Linked DNA regions of Gasterosteus aculeatus: region 2 is linked to region 1. Evidence: chromatin contacts called from public Hi-C data. All regions are on one chromosome and are shown on one strand. Each heading gives the region's core, a stretch centred on a gene start, on an enhancer-like site or on the middle of the called end of the contact. The rest is flanking DNA. Distances are from core to core; before and after follow the strand shown.

What was found. A called contact is a pair of places that touch in the nucleus more often than the background predicts.
Region 2: a Hi-C map of skeletal muscle shows a contact between it and region 1, with 3 times the contacts expected there. The contact joins the enhancer-like site here to the promoter of gnb1l in region 1. A contact is called at or near these places in 4 of 6 Hi-C or Micro-C datasets (skeletal muscle, tail fin and whole body).

Annotation. Positions count from the first base shown.
Region 1 is chr13:17,515,970-17,521,926 of fGasAcu3.hap1.1, forward strand. gnb1l (guanine nucleotide binding protein (G protein), beta polypeptide 1-like) reads left to right here and starts at 3,683. Exons shown (of 7, transcript XM_040196599.2): 1 at 3,683-3,854. The coding sequence starts at 3,705.
Region 2 is chr13:17,609,980-17,616,193 of fGasAcu3.hap1.1, forward strand. No RefSeq gene overlaps it. Among protein-coding and RNA genes, the nearest start is that of LOC120831295, 49 kb to the left of the region's middle. Within about 2 kb of position 1,377, at least 1 of the 9 cell types and tissues checked has open chromatin away from gene starts, as enhancers often do.

The sequences.
Region 1 (5,957 bases), core at 2,433-4,932:
TCAGCTTTGCTTTTTTTCATCAAAACACTTTAATGAGCCCAAGAACATTATTGACCGTTTTTCACCAGAGGGATACATTTCCATTTGGTCAGCTTTATTGAAAATAATTATGCCTGGCTTATCTTCATTTATGGAGCTAAAAATATGAGTACATGATTTATGCTTGATCGGTCTAACATTCAAAACCTCACAATAATTGAACCGGTATTGTTGGTGATAATGAATTTATCAAGGATCTGCACCAAATGTTTTATCACACAACACTATAGACTCTCCAAACACCAGCTGAGCAGAGACGGTTTCCTTGTGACTGTGTCTGCGCTGGTGTTGTCAGTGTGAGTCACATCACATAAATCAAAGAACCTTCCAGTGCCATCGTGTCTTCCCACTGTGCACCCAAAACATCTGGCAGAAGATTTACTATATAGGGACCTGCCTGAGCCTGATCGGCGTGTACCGCTGGCACAGATGGCAGTTTCAGACGATCCACAAACCTGCACTGCAGGAAGAATGCACACACGCACAAACACACACACACAGAGTTTGAGCTGCAGAGACGATCCTGTCCTGTGATGCAGATGAACTGCATGCAGTCTTCGCCCCCCGGCTGCTGTCGATGCCTCTCTGATGGATTCTGTCTTTCCTGTTTAGCCATTAAAAGCTGTGTGTGTGTGTGTTGGGACGAGCCACGTGAATTAATCACAGACACACACACACACACACACGCACACACATTCTGCGTGCACTGTGTCTGCTAGCGGTGCTTCTGGCGCTCCCAGTCGTGCCTGCTTGTGTTTATTTGTTGGTCACTGATCTGATGAGCGATGGCTTGCGCGGCCTCCTGTCTGTGTGTGAGTGGGATTGAGGTGGTAGTGCGTGTGATAATTATTTAAATCAAAGGACAAGAAGCAACTGTTAAAGCGTATTTAATAGAAAGCATTCAACCAGACGTCATGCCTTTCACCGAAGCTTATGAAATGCTACAATCTACATTTATATATAAAAAATATAATGACTTGCATGTGACATTAAGACAAATTGTTTATCACATGCACCTTTACGTGCATTTGTGTATAAGATGGAGGGTAATTTGTGATTACGCTCTGAAAAACTTGTTTTAGGGTCAGAGATGTTCTTTTATCCTTGCAACAACAGCCTCATTATTAAAGAGGCGTTTAAAAACCAAACTGATAAGTTTATTAACTTTTGACACTGGATGCCTCCCCTTCTCACTGTTCCGAGGGAGGGTGGTTTAGTGGTGCTGATAGCGCCTGTGTGTCCTGCCCGCTACATACTGATTCATTTAAGCTTTGTTTGGCCTAAGCCTCAAAGTGACAGGCCGTTCACTCCTCGCCCTCCCTGAGATCTCTCCATTCACACCTGCAAAGATGCCCAAGGAAAACACGAGGCCTCGCCGGGCCCATGTTATGATACCTGCACCAGTGGGTTCTCCCTCCGTTCCCATAACTCAATGCTCACTCGTCCGCTGACACCTAAACAATTCGGGGAGACATGAGGTTGCCCATGCACGTGCATTATTTATTTATTATATACATAAATATGTCTATCAAAAACTGTATTCCAATTAAGATGTTGTGTTCGGATGACGGAATAGGTCTATTGCGTCTACTTGTTGTAAGTAGAAGCAAGTGTGAGATAAAAAATAACAGACACATCAAATGGAAAACAGACTTAATATCACTTGCCTTTGTTACTGCTGCATTGTGGCTACTGAAACAAAATGACCAGGTCCTTCTGATGAAGGATTCGTCTCCTTATCTAAAGTGGCATTGGCCTCATCCAGACTCCATAGACGTAGAGGTTTAGTCAATATATCTCATTCTATTGAAAACTTTTGACTGGTACTGTATACAAAAATATCTCAAATTGGGTTTGCTATTCCTTTATGTAGACATTTTGGGGAATGCAATTTTTAGAATTAGAGTTGAGAGTTAAACAGGATTAATACCACTCTCGTGTCTGAAGTAAGTGAGTCCGCACTTTACCACAAGTGTCCAATTATACTTTTGAAGAATTTTTTTGGGAGTTCTGTTTGAATGAAAGACGATTTAAAAAAATACTCTATCAGTCAGTTTTTTTCAGTAAAGAACATTTTACATGCTGGTCACTTGGTACAGTAGCGCTCGGCGACTTTGCATTTATTACTCTATGGTCCATCTCGGAGGACTCATAGTATATATAAGCACTGCCCTGCGTTCCTGCCTGGCCTTTTGCCCTCCACGGCATAGAGTGAAATCCTCTACGCTGCACGATGACAGAGGACACTGCATCATATCACTCCCGTCTATTTCTACCTCTCTGCGGTCTGGCTGTTATTCGGGCTGACCCGCGTTTTTTCTAATTTGGTGATGATCTGTAAAGTGACCCGCCTGCCCCCACGGTGGGGGGGCGGGGAGGGAGAGGGAGCAAGAGTGGGAAACCAGGGATTTCCTTACCACGCAGTCTCTCGGGTTGGATGGATGATACTGTATACACACCCCAGCCCTATCAACCCACCCTCTCCTCCTGTTCCTCCTCCTCCTCGGACCCACAGCGAGACCAAGGCTCCAGCTCTCAAGTGCACCCTGGCATTGTCCGACATACCCTCCCTGCCCCTGGGTAAACTGAGATGCCAGGAATAATTAATGATGGTGCCGGCCATGGTATCGGTCCAGGCAGGGCAGAAGACTCTTTCTCCCACCTCCTGCTGAGAGGTTGCTGTGCTGCCATCTCCATTTGCACTAATTGGTTTGAACCCATTGCCGCTCTACAACGCAGACTCACCCTTTTGATGCATGTCAGTACGTGCTCGTGTATTTCACTAAGCTCATTAGTTAATTAGGTACACTGGTAATCATGCTCCACTCCAAATCCAAAATATGTTTCATTTAGTATAATCGTAGTCTGTCTAGGAAGGTGTCCCTGATGGAGGTTGCTTGGGCCAAAATGTCAACTTTCCCAAAATAAACCACATATATACAGGAGATATTCCAGTTAAATGAGGGCTATCATTTTCTGTTGCAAGGAGATCATTTAGGTTTCTAACCCAGAGTACTCCAAATGTTGTTCACCTTCTCGCATTGAGCTACCTGCATATACCCCTTATTGTTTCATTTCAGAGTGCAGGGGGACTGGCTGACTCTAATCCACGGCCACAAAAGAGGTTTAAAACACTCTGGTTTCATCTAATCTTCCAGCTCAGACCTAGCCGAGCTTGAAACTCGCTTTCTCCATGATAGGAATGGACAAATAAAGGTCTCTCCCAGTACTCTCATGAAAGGGGTATGTGTGCTCTGTGGATTAGGCCCTGTGTTTTCTCTGTCTCTCTTTCTCCATTAGACTGAAAAGGATGAAGAAATAAAGACTCCCCTGTTCTTGCGGTATTGTATGGCTTTGTGAGTTTTATCATTCAGTTCTGATGTTTTTTTTAGGTAGTCTGGGTGTCTAGAATCCCGTAACAGAAGAGCAGGACTATAAAAGAGCATGTATCTGAGCGGTTAGTATTCTCAACGTTTTGGTAGTTTGAATTTTCCAATTCTCTTGTTAAGTGACAATGTAAGTCACCATAATTAAATTTAGTTACATGTTAGACGGTTGTTCAGCTATTTTGTATATATTTGTTAATGTATATCAATTCTATAATGACCTAATATGTTACCTTTGACTCACTTTCTACCACATACCGTACATTTGAGATATTGGCGATGAACACGCTGTTTAGTGAGAGAGATTGCGTGTTCTATACAGGCACTTCCACGGGCAGCTCGTCTCCTCTAAACGGAGGGTCCTTCAGCTCCGGCGCATGTTTTCAATCGTCTCCTCTCACAGCTTCTGACAACTACCCCAAACAAACGGTGTGTCACTGAACTGGTATTTTGTGAAGTTTTGTTAAAGCATTATGTTTTTACTGTACTGTCACAACTTTACCCAGCGATAACGCCAATAGCGTCAAAACGAGGTGTAACATGTAAATGCGTCTGTTGGCGTTTGTTGTCGTGAGTTGCTAGCTTGTTGCTAACTTTTATCTTCTGGCAATTTAAATTAAGCTAGCGTGAAGTGCTTACAACTTATTTAACTGTGGATGATGTATTCTAACGTTGACCAATGAACCCTGTTGGTAATAATAAGATGTCCCGATGACTCAAAAGAGTCGCGTGCTGTATTTCACAATTGAGAATAGTAAAATAAGAAAAAACGAGAGCCATCAAATAATTCTAATAAAATGCAGAGTACTTGATTTATAACCTTTGTAATTGGGAAGTTAAAATCATCTATTATAATCATCTTACGAAGGGGGCTGCACTGCAGGCTTAGTTTAGTTATAACGTTAGATTAAAATGTCTGTTTCTTCCTGAATTTCTCCCCTCACTGTTAATGAACAAGGGTGGAATTGGAATCTATTTCTACACCTGTTTATTTATATGTATTCATATTATCTATCGTATTCAAAAAGCCAATTTAGAGGAAATGATCTCCTTTATCCAGCTTCCACTCACAGAAAAATGGACAAATTCCCAACTTGGTTGTGCGAGTAATATTTTCTCCACCGCTTTGTTCAGTTAAAGGTGCGTTTTTAAGTTCCTGCTGAACTCCGGAAACGAAACAGAGACAGTTGTACGATGTACAAACAGCACTCGGTCAAACATCTCACCATGCATTACTTAGTCTGCAGTCACTCATCACATCCCTGAAGTTGACTAACAGTTGTAACACTGGGGGCGACGTGCTGCTTGACGAAGTGTAACATCTTGTTGTTTTCCGTGTGTTCTTTGTCCTCTCGAGGTGTTTTTCGAGATTGTGACACACTGAACATTTACTCGTGTTCATATTTTAGCCGTATGGACAAACTCCCTATTGGTCCAAAAGCCCATTACTCCTTTATAATGTTTGGAGATGCATAATGAAGACACTGGCGCTGTCAACTCTCTTGTGTCTCTTTTTTTCCTCTAGTGTCCAGGTAAATGACCTCATGGAGGAAATGGGTGATAATGCAAACAGATAAGGCTCCGGGTACCTGTTGAACACAGCCAGGACCTCCTAAATCTGGACCCTCTGACACGGTGCTCAATCAGTTCCTGCTTCAATGACAACCACAAGGCATTGAGCTCTTATCTGCAATGGCCCCTGCTTAGCATTCACGCCATTCACGCAAACAATGCCACCTCTTTCCACTCAGTGGATCTGTGACTGACAGTGGGTGTTGGTGCACTTGTGTCTTACTTCAACCGCAATGTGACGCTGGTCTGTTTATCCAGTCCAGATAACCCCACCAAGACACAATAAAGGGCGTGTGTCTTCCCCGCCACTTCCCATGTTGTTTGTCTAACTGGACTTTTATAATGGAGCTCGCTCTCTATTTGGCACTTTGGTTTCCTCCGCAGGAGGATCTGTATTATACGGGGGGGGAGCGGAAAGGCTGACTGATGATCGTATAGCCGGCTCACCACCCACTGACCAGCCAGCGAGGTGGAAGTGGCCCCTTGGCAAAAAAAAAAGGTCAAAAGCAGGAAAACCGCAGATAAGAACTAATAGCTGAGGAATTAAGATGTAGCAGCAATGGACACATTGAGGCCATTTTTTTCCTCCTTTTTTAAAAGCTTGTTGGCAAAGAATAGAAAAAAGAAATACTACTGGTGCGACGAGTTGGCTTTTTGTTCTATCTAGAATGCAGCTTTTGAGTTATGTCCATTCTTCTGCAGTTTTCATCATGCAGCTCAGATCTCATATTTGATGAGGCACATACCAGCAGGGGATCTTGGGCTCCCATGCCTCCATAATGGCCTCTGTGAAGCGGGGAGGGGGGGGGGGGCATTATAAAGCTTCTATAATAAACCCCTGTGATCAGTACACCCCTCCCTCCGTGCTCTTATTTATGAATGGCAGAATTTGACAAGAGGGCAGCTTAGGTGGGTAGCCGCCGATCACATGATACCAGCACTAAAGAGCCGAGCGAGGAA
Region 2 (6,214 bases), core at 127-2,626, 92 kb after region 1:
GCAGGTGCATTTAAAAAAATACCTGGGCCTTTTAGAGCCACTGGGGCAAGAAAACAGATCATGCAGGTAAATGTAATACTCATCCACCTTTTAGCTCTTTTAGTTTTCAGAGTCTACCCACTAAATGAAAGTATATGTCTCTGTGGCTGCTACATGCTCCACTATCTCGTTGCTAACCTTGTTTGTTTGCTGTTTGGTGCTTTGTTGGTAACGCGTTTATCACAGATAATTCCTTGAGAACACCGGTCTGCAGCAGCTGAAGCAAAACATTGAAGTTGCAGGCCATACATCCCAAATAATGCAATGCAAAAATCCCCTGTAGAGCTCAGGGGAGTGAAAAACGTCCATTAGAGCATTTGTAACAAGATGAAATGATAATGTCGTTCGAGCAAAACAAGTACTTATTTGCAACAAGAGAATTCTGTGCTGCAGTTATACGTGCACGGACCTATTTCAGGCAGTTTAACAACATGAAAAAAGGCGGTTAATACAAAGTGCGCTCGTATTATATAGTCTCTAAGAGCATTTTTGATTATTTGGTTATATGGTTATTAAGACGGAGGCGGCTCCTGCTTAGAACCCTCGGAGAGCCCCATTGGAGCACAGGGATGTCCATCCCTCTAGGCTCTCGGATCAACACGCCTCCGTTGTTCATGAGTTCTATATATCAGGATGTTTGCCAGATGATTTGCATATAGGCGATTGGCATAGTTCTAGGTCTGGACATGCTATTCTTAAAACACGTGGTTCCTGTTGAACTGCATTTGACCCAGATAGTGGTGCATCTTTCTGCAACATGTTCGTGTGCTGGTGGTGTGACTTGAAATACGCGTTGATCGTGCAATCCGGCCTTTAAACGGTCTTCACCCATTATTACTATGCATTTATAGTTCAAGTGTAATTTAATTCTAGCGTAAGCGTGCATTTTTATACTTTAATACTCAACAATAACAATTTTTTATATTCAGTTTATATGCTATATTTCTTAATTTCATTGGTTCAATTTTACACAAAATGTAGAATCAACAAGTTTGTGTGGATGTTATTTTTTTAACATCCTAATATTTTTACTACAATAAGAAGTTACAATCTGCTGAGAACTATCTACTTTCCCCCAGCAAGACCCTAAAGGTCACCTCAAGAGCTCGCTGGAGAAATGGCTGTGTGGTTATGTGCATTTGTTGAAAACAAATTTCAGAGCCCTGTGAGTGAGTCAAACTGTAGACTCTTATTTAAACATCCAAATAATCCTAATCTTGAATAAATAGGGGCACCTGGCCTCACTGTTCGCAGCAATAAAGCCCCCTGGAAGCTTAGATAACACAAACACAGCAAGTAATACCTGCAGATAACACTGGTTTGATCCACGTGTGCACTGCAGACCAAAGGCCCCTGCTGATCTGTGTTGATAAAAGCCAGACCACAGGCCGTGCAATTGGCTACGGCAGTTATTCTCTCCGTCAAATGTGTTTCCGATGACTTGTTTGTTTGTTTATTGGCGGCTTCGGAATGTGCGATCTGATCCTACGCTTACAGTAACCCTGCCTGAAGTCCTCTGTTTCATCCTCCGTGTCGAAAATCACAGGTGAGGATCAAAAGAGGACACATGCGCTGTGATTATCAGGTGAGACTTCAAAAGCTTTTTATGAATATTAGGAGCAGGCAGAGAGATTGACATATATTTAGAATAGTGCTGACTCACTGGTTCAAACACACCAATGATTAGGCAAACATTTTATCTGCCTTTTTAGGCAGAAATGAGCAGATCTCCTTCCAGGAGATCAAAGGGCTGTGCTATGCATCACTGCCATCTAATGGTGAGGGAACAACACTTAAATCTCTGAAAAATAGAATTGGATTTTTGAATTCATGTTTTACATGCACGAGTGGCATTTGTCACTTTTTATGAATTTAAATGACTCGAATGATGTCCCCTTTAAAGAAACGATAAGCCAAATCCCAAAGTTCAGCTAGAACCGGAGCAACCAAGGTGGTCCCTCTTTTGTGATTATCCTTCGCATGTACGCGTGTTCTCCTAATTCCTTCCTGCTGAGACACCTGCCCAGTTATTGTTTTGTAACAATTAAAATCACCAAGCGATTCAACCGTATCTGATCAAACCAGCCCACCACCTTTTGTATCCGCAACCTCATGCTCTCATGTGCTTTTGTGTTTTAATTACATGTATCAAGCATCTAGCAATGGCTGCAGCTGGCCTGTGGCCGTGTGTGCACTGCACTAACTCATAAACATTACATCGTCACGACAGCAAAAGCACAATAGGGGATGGCAAAAGACAATCGCTGTCACGAGCGCTGGTTAAATACAGGTCCGAATGTAAGAAAACACTGACTGAGTGGCAGCGGGGGGGATAAACGCACACTTAACAGCAGCACGTTGATACACTGTATCCGCTGTCGGAACAATTCACCTGCCGCCATCTCTCAGCGCCGCCATTCATGGCCTCACCGCGTCTGCAAATTGACGTGTCATCACTTGACTTTATTGATCAAACCTCAGGTGCAAAGTGGAGCCCCCCCCCCCCCCCCCCCCACACTGAACACCTATTTCTTTTTTGTTGTTTTTCAAGCATTTTAAAACCCCAGCGTTTCATCAACGTGCCGCTCTCTCCGTCCCTTTGGAGTGCAGTGCGGGTAAACAAGGCGCTGAAAGCCGTCTTTACAAAGCACTACAAAACTTGGTTTAACTGTAGCCGTCTGGCTTTCAGTGCCATACAAACACGGGGCTAATGCAATCCCGGCTAACCCCCCGGTGCCCACGGTGGTCACACTAGTGTTGCACGCTGACAGCTCCTGTTAAGCCTCTATTGTGTGGACACAGCCGGGGAAGACAAGAGAGGAGGTGGTTAGAAGCACAAAGGGGACATGGGTCCGCTCTCCTCTCTCTCTCATCACAGCTGCCTTTTCTTCTAGGTACCGCTGTGTCGATCATCCTCCATGAATGGGGATCCCCGGGCCTCAGTCCTCACGAGATGAGGGGAGTCTGGAGAGGAGGGAGGGGAGTTAAGGTGAGTGGGGGGGGGGGGGGGGGGGGGGGGCGCTAACCAAACTCCTGGACCTTCAAAGACAGGTGCAGGCCAAGATATGAGAGACTAATAAAGGCGGCGAAAGATAAGTCGCTCTGACGGACTCTGGTTGGAGCTCGGTGGCTTCCTCGGCCGCCCTCCCCCGTCCCCCCCCCGCCTCTCTTTCACTGCTCCTTTGTCTTAGGTCAACTACTCGAGCAGAGGCGTCGTTGTGCGCTGTTGTGCCTTGATGATTCGCACACGTTCAAAGCAAAGGGGGAAAAAAAGATACAAGCTAAAGGATGTGGCTGTTTCCTTCACACTGTGATTCAAGACAAGCTTTAGTCTTTACAAGACCATTTTGAACTTATTTATCTTACTTATCTGAACAATCTGGAACTTGATGAAAACACAATAGAAGTTCAGCTTACAGCTGTGCCTCATAATATAGAACTAGACAATTCTGTAATTGATTCCATTTCTGCAGATGTTATATACTATAAAATCAAAATGAAATTTGTATAACATTAACCTATTTTTAAACAATTCAATTCAGGCAATCGTCCATGATTTTTGAAGTTTACGTTAGTTTTAATTTATTATATTCATTCAGTTCAGTTTTGGAGAAATTCTTTTCAACTTTGATATATGATCAATAAAAAGGTGCCAAGTAATGCTCCAGGTACCAATTGTGACACACGAGATGACCTTATTTCTTATGTATTTAAACTACTGACAGTATAAAGCTACAGATCACTAAACATTTGTGGTTTTTACACTGAATTGAAACTTAAAATGTTATATTGTTGCTGTAGCAGTTTGAGTTGTTTCAACTTCTTTCTCTATTTAAAGTGCATGTGATCCTTTGTAACAAGTTATGTGCACCAACATGTTTCATGTCCTATCTTTGGGAGAGTTAATCAGGCTTTCCATATTAAAAAAATGCTAAAGGTCACTAAGGTCACAGAAACAAAGGCCTTTATGAGGGGAGTGGAAGCCCTGTGTGCCGGGGATGACAGATGCCGAGACGTGATTGGCTTGTTCCTGCACGGATGGGATTCGCTGTCAACAGGTCCCAATTAGTCCAATCAGAGTGGAAGGAAATGGCACAGAAAGGATACTTTGTTAATGCTACTGTTTGTGAAGCTGGAGGCAAAAACAAAACACAATTGCTAGTTCTTTCTTCCCACCCCACTGGGCCACACCAGATTCTATGGGGACAAATTAACTTTGGATTTAGAGTTGTTGTAGCATCGCTTTGTTGACATTTGCTGGAGCACTGGGACGACATTTTCACGGTTTTTAATGTTGCTGTTGATGTGAATATCGACCTTCTGCGTCGCTTTTGTGTTTCTGAATAGCATTCAATGACAAGAAGCACTTCCTGACACAAATGCGTCATCAAGGGACTTTCAGATGGTGCGCAAACACAGCAACAATCTAAACAGTAGGAGGGGAAAAATGGGATCGGGTAGATTAGGACCACAAAAAACGGATGCTTGAATCATATATTGTCTGAAATTGTGAGAAAATGTTTGGAAGCACTGCAGGAAGCAGGCAACTCGTGTGGGCATGCCTTGAAAAGAACTAACATGTCAAATCATTTTAAAAAACAGATGAAGAGTCAATCAATTCATCTGTTGGATGATTTTCTTTTTTCTTCTGAGCAACATCACTCCAAAATGATCACTTGAGGTGAAATCAGCAGTATTTTATTAGGTGGCTACTCAATGTATTTACATAAATGAATGCACTAAAACAAATAGGAAATCTAATATCACATGAGGATTCATTTGAGCAAATACCCATCCTCGAACCTTGACCTAACCAACTAATCAGCCAGCGTTTAGTGAGTGATGGGATTTTGACCTTTGACCTGAGGAAGTCATTTAGATGGAGAGGCACTGAAGATCTGATTCATGGTCAGAATTTGGGTGGAGGCTTGATACCGGGGATTGCAGAGGTGAGGATAGACAGGTAATTGGGGAGGTGGAGAGGGGATGTCTTCTTTCTCTGGGCCTGTCACTCCATCCCTTGTATCTTATAGATGTGGATGAAGCGGTCTGTGGATACGTGCAATTCAAGAGTTACATTACATACAAAAAGCCTAAACACATATTCAGAGAAAAGGTTTTTAAGGAAGTTTCACATTCACAGCACATCTGCCTTCGGACATTAACCTCAGCAAACATGTTATATAGAGATTTGCTTAAACAAACATCTAAAATGCTTGAATGACTCATTCAAAAAAGTAATATAATTGTGAAAATGTATCTTCTACGCACAATCCCATCTAACGTACATTTTCACATTCATTGATGTGATCACTGGCTTCTTACAAACATTCAATGCGTTCTTGTCCGAAGACGTCTCCACCGGGTTTCGGTATGTAACTGTTGGTCTAGAGACACAGGGATTGATGTGGACTACTCTTCGAGGTCCTATTAATATTATTACAGACATCCTATCGGAGCGTATTGTTGTGAATGGCCAGAGGAGCAGACAGATGCCAGCCTCCCATGGCCGGATCCTGGATTCCTCAGATACGGTTTTTCCACCCTACAACTCTACCATGACACATACTAATGTGTTTTCAAGGCTTATGGTAACATTCTATTGCCAGATTTTGCTTTTTTACTTTGCGTTTGGCCGACCAGTCCTGAAAAATATTCCAAGAAAATTATAGATTTTATGTTTAACGATATATAGCATGAATAACAATATACTTCCTGGGGCAGGAAATGAAACGCTTTCACCATGCTGCTCGCAGGGACCATGATCCATGCAAGTCTGTGTCTGAAATATATTTTGTGACATGGTACCTATAAAAGCAATGCAAGTGTTTTTTTGAAGGGAGAAGAAGTAGATTTTTCATATATCTTAATCATGTCTTAAGGGGATCTTTAAGAATATCAGTAATATAACATATTACATTGTTAAATACCATGATGTCGTATCGACAGTCATCAAATTGTCATGAACATTTCCAAATTATTATTAATATTATTAAATAGATTACAATCCTCTGAGATGTTTCACCCTTCTCTTCCAAACATTGTAAAGCAAACAAAGAACTATCAACCAAATTAAAAAATGTGATCAACCACAACATGTTAAGTCTCAGGAGCTCAGGAATGTCTGAAAAACAAAGTAGACATTGATATGAAGTGCCAGTAACTGGTCTCAGTC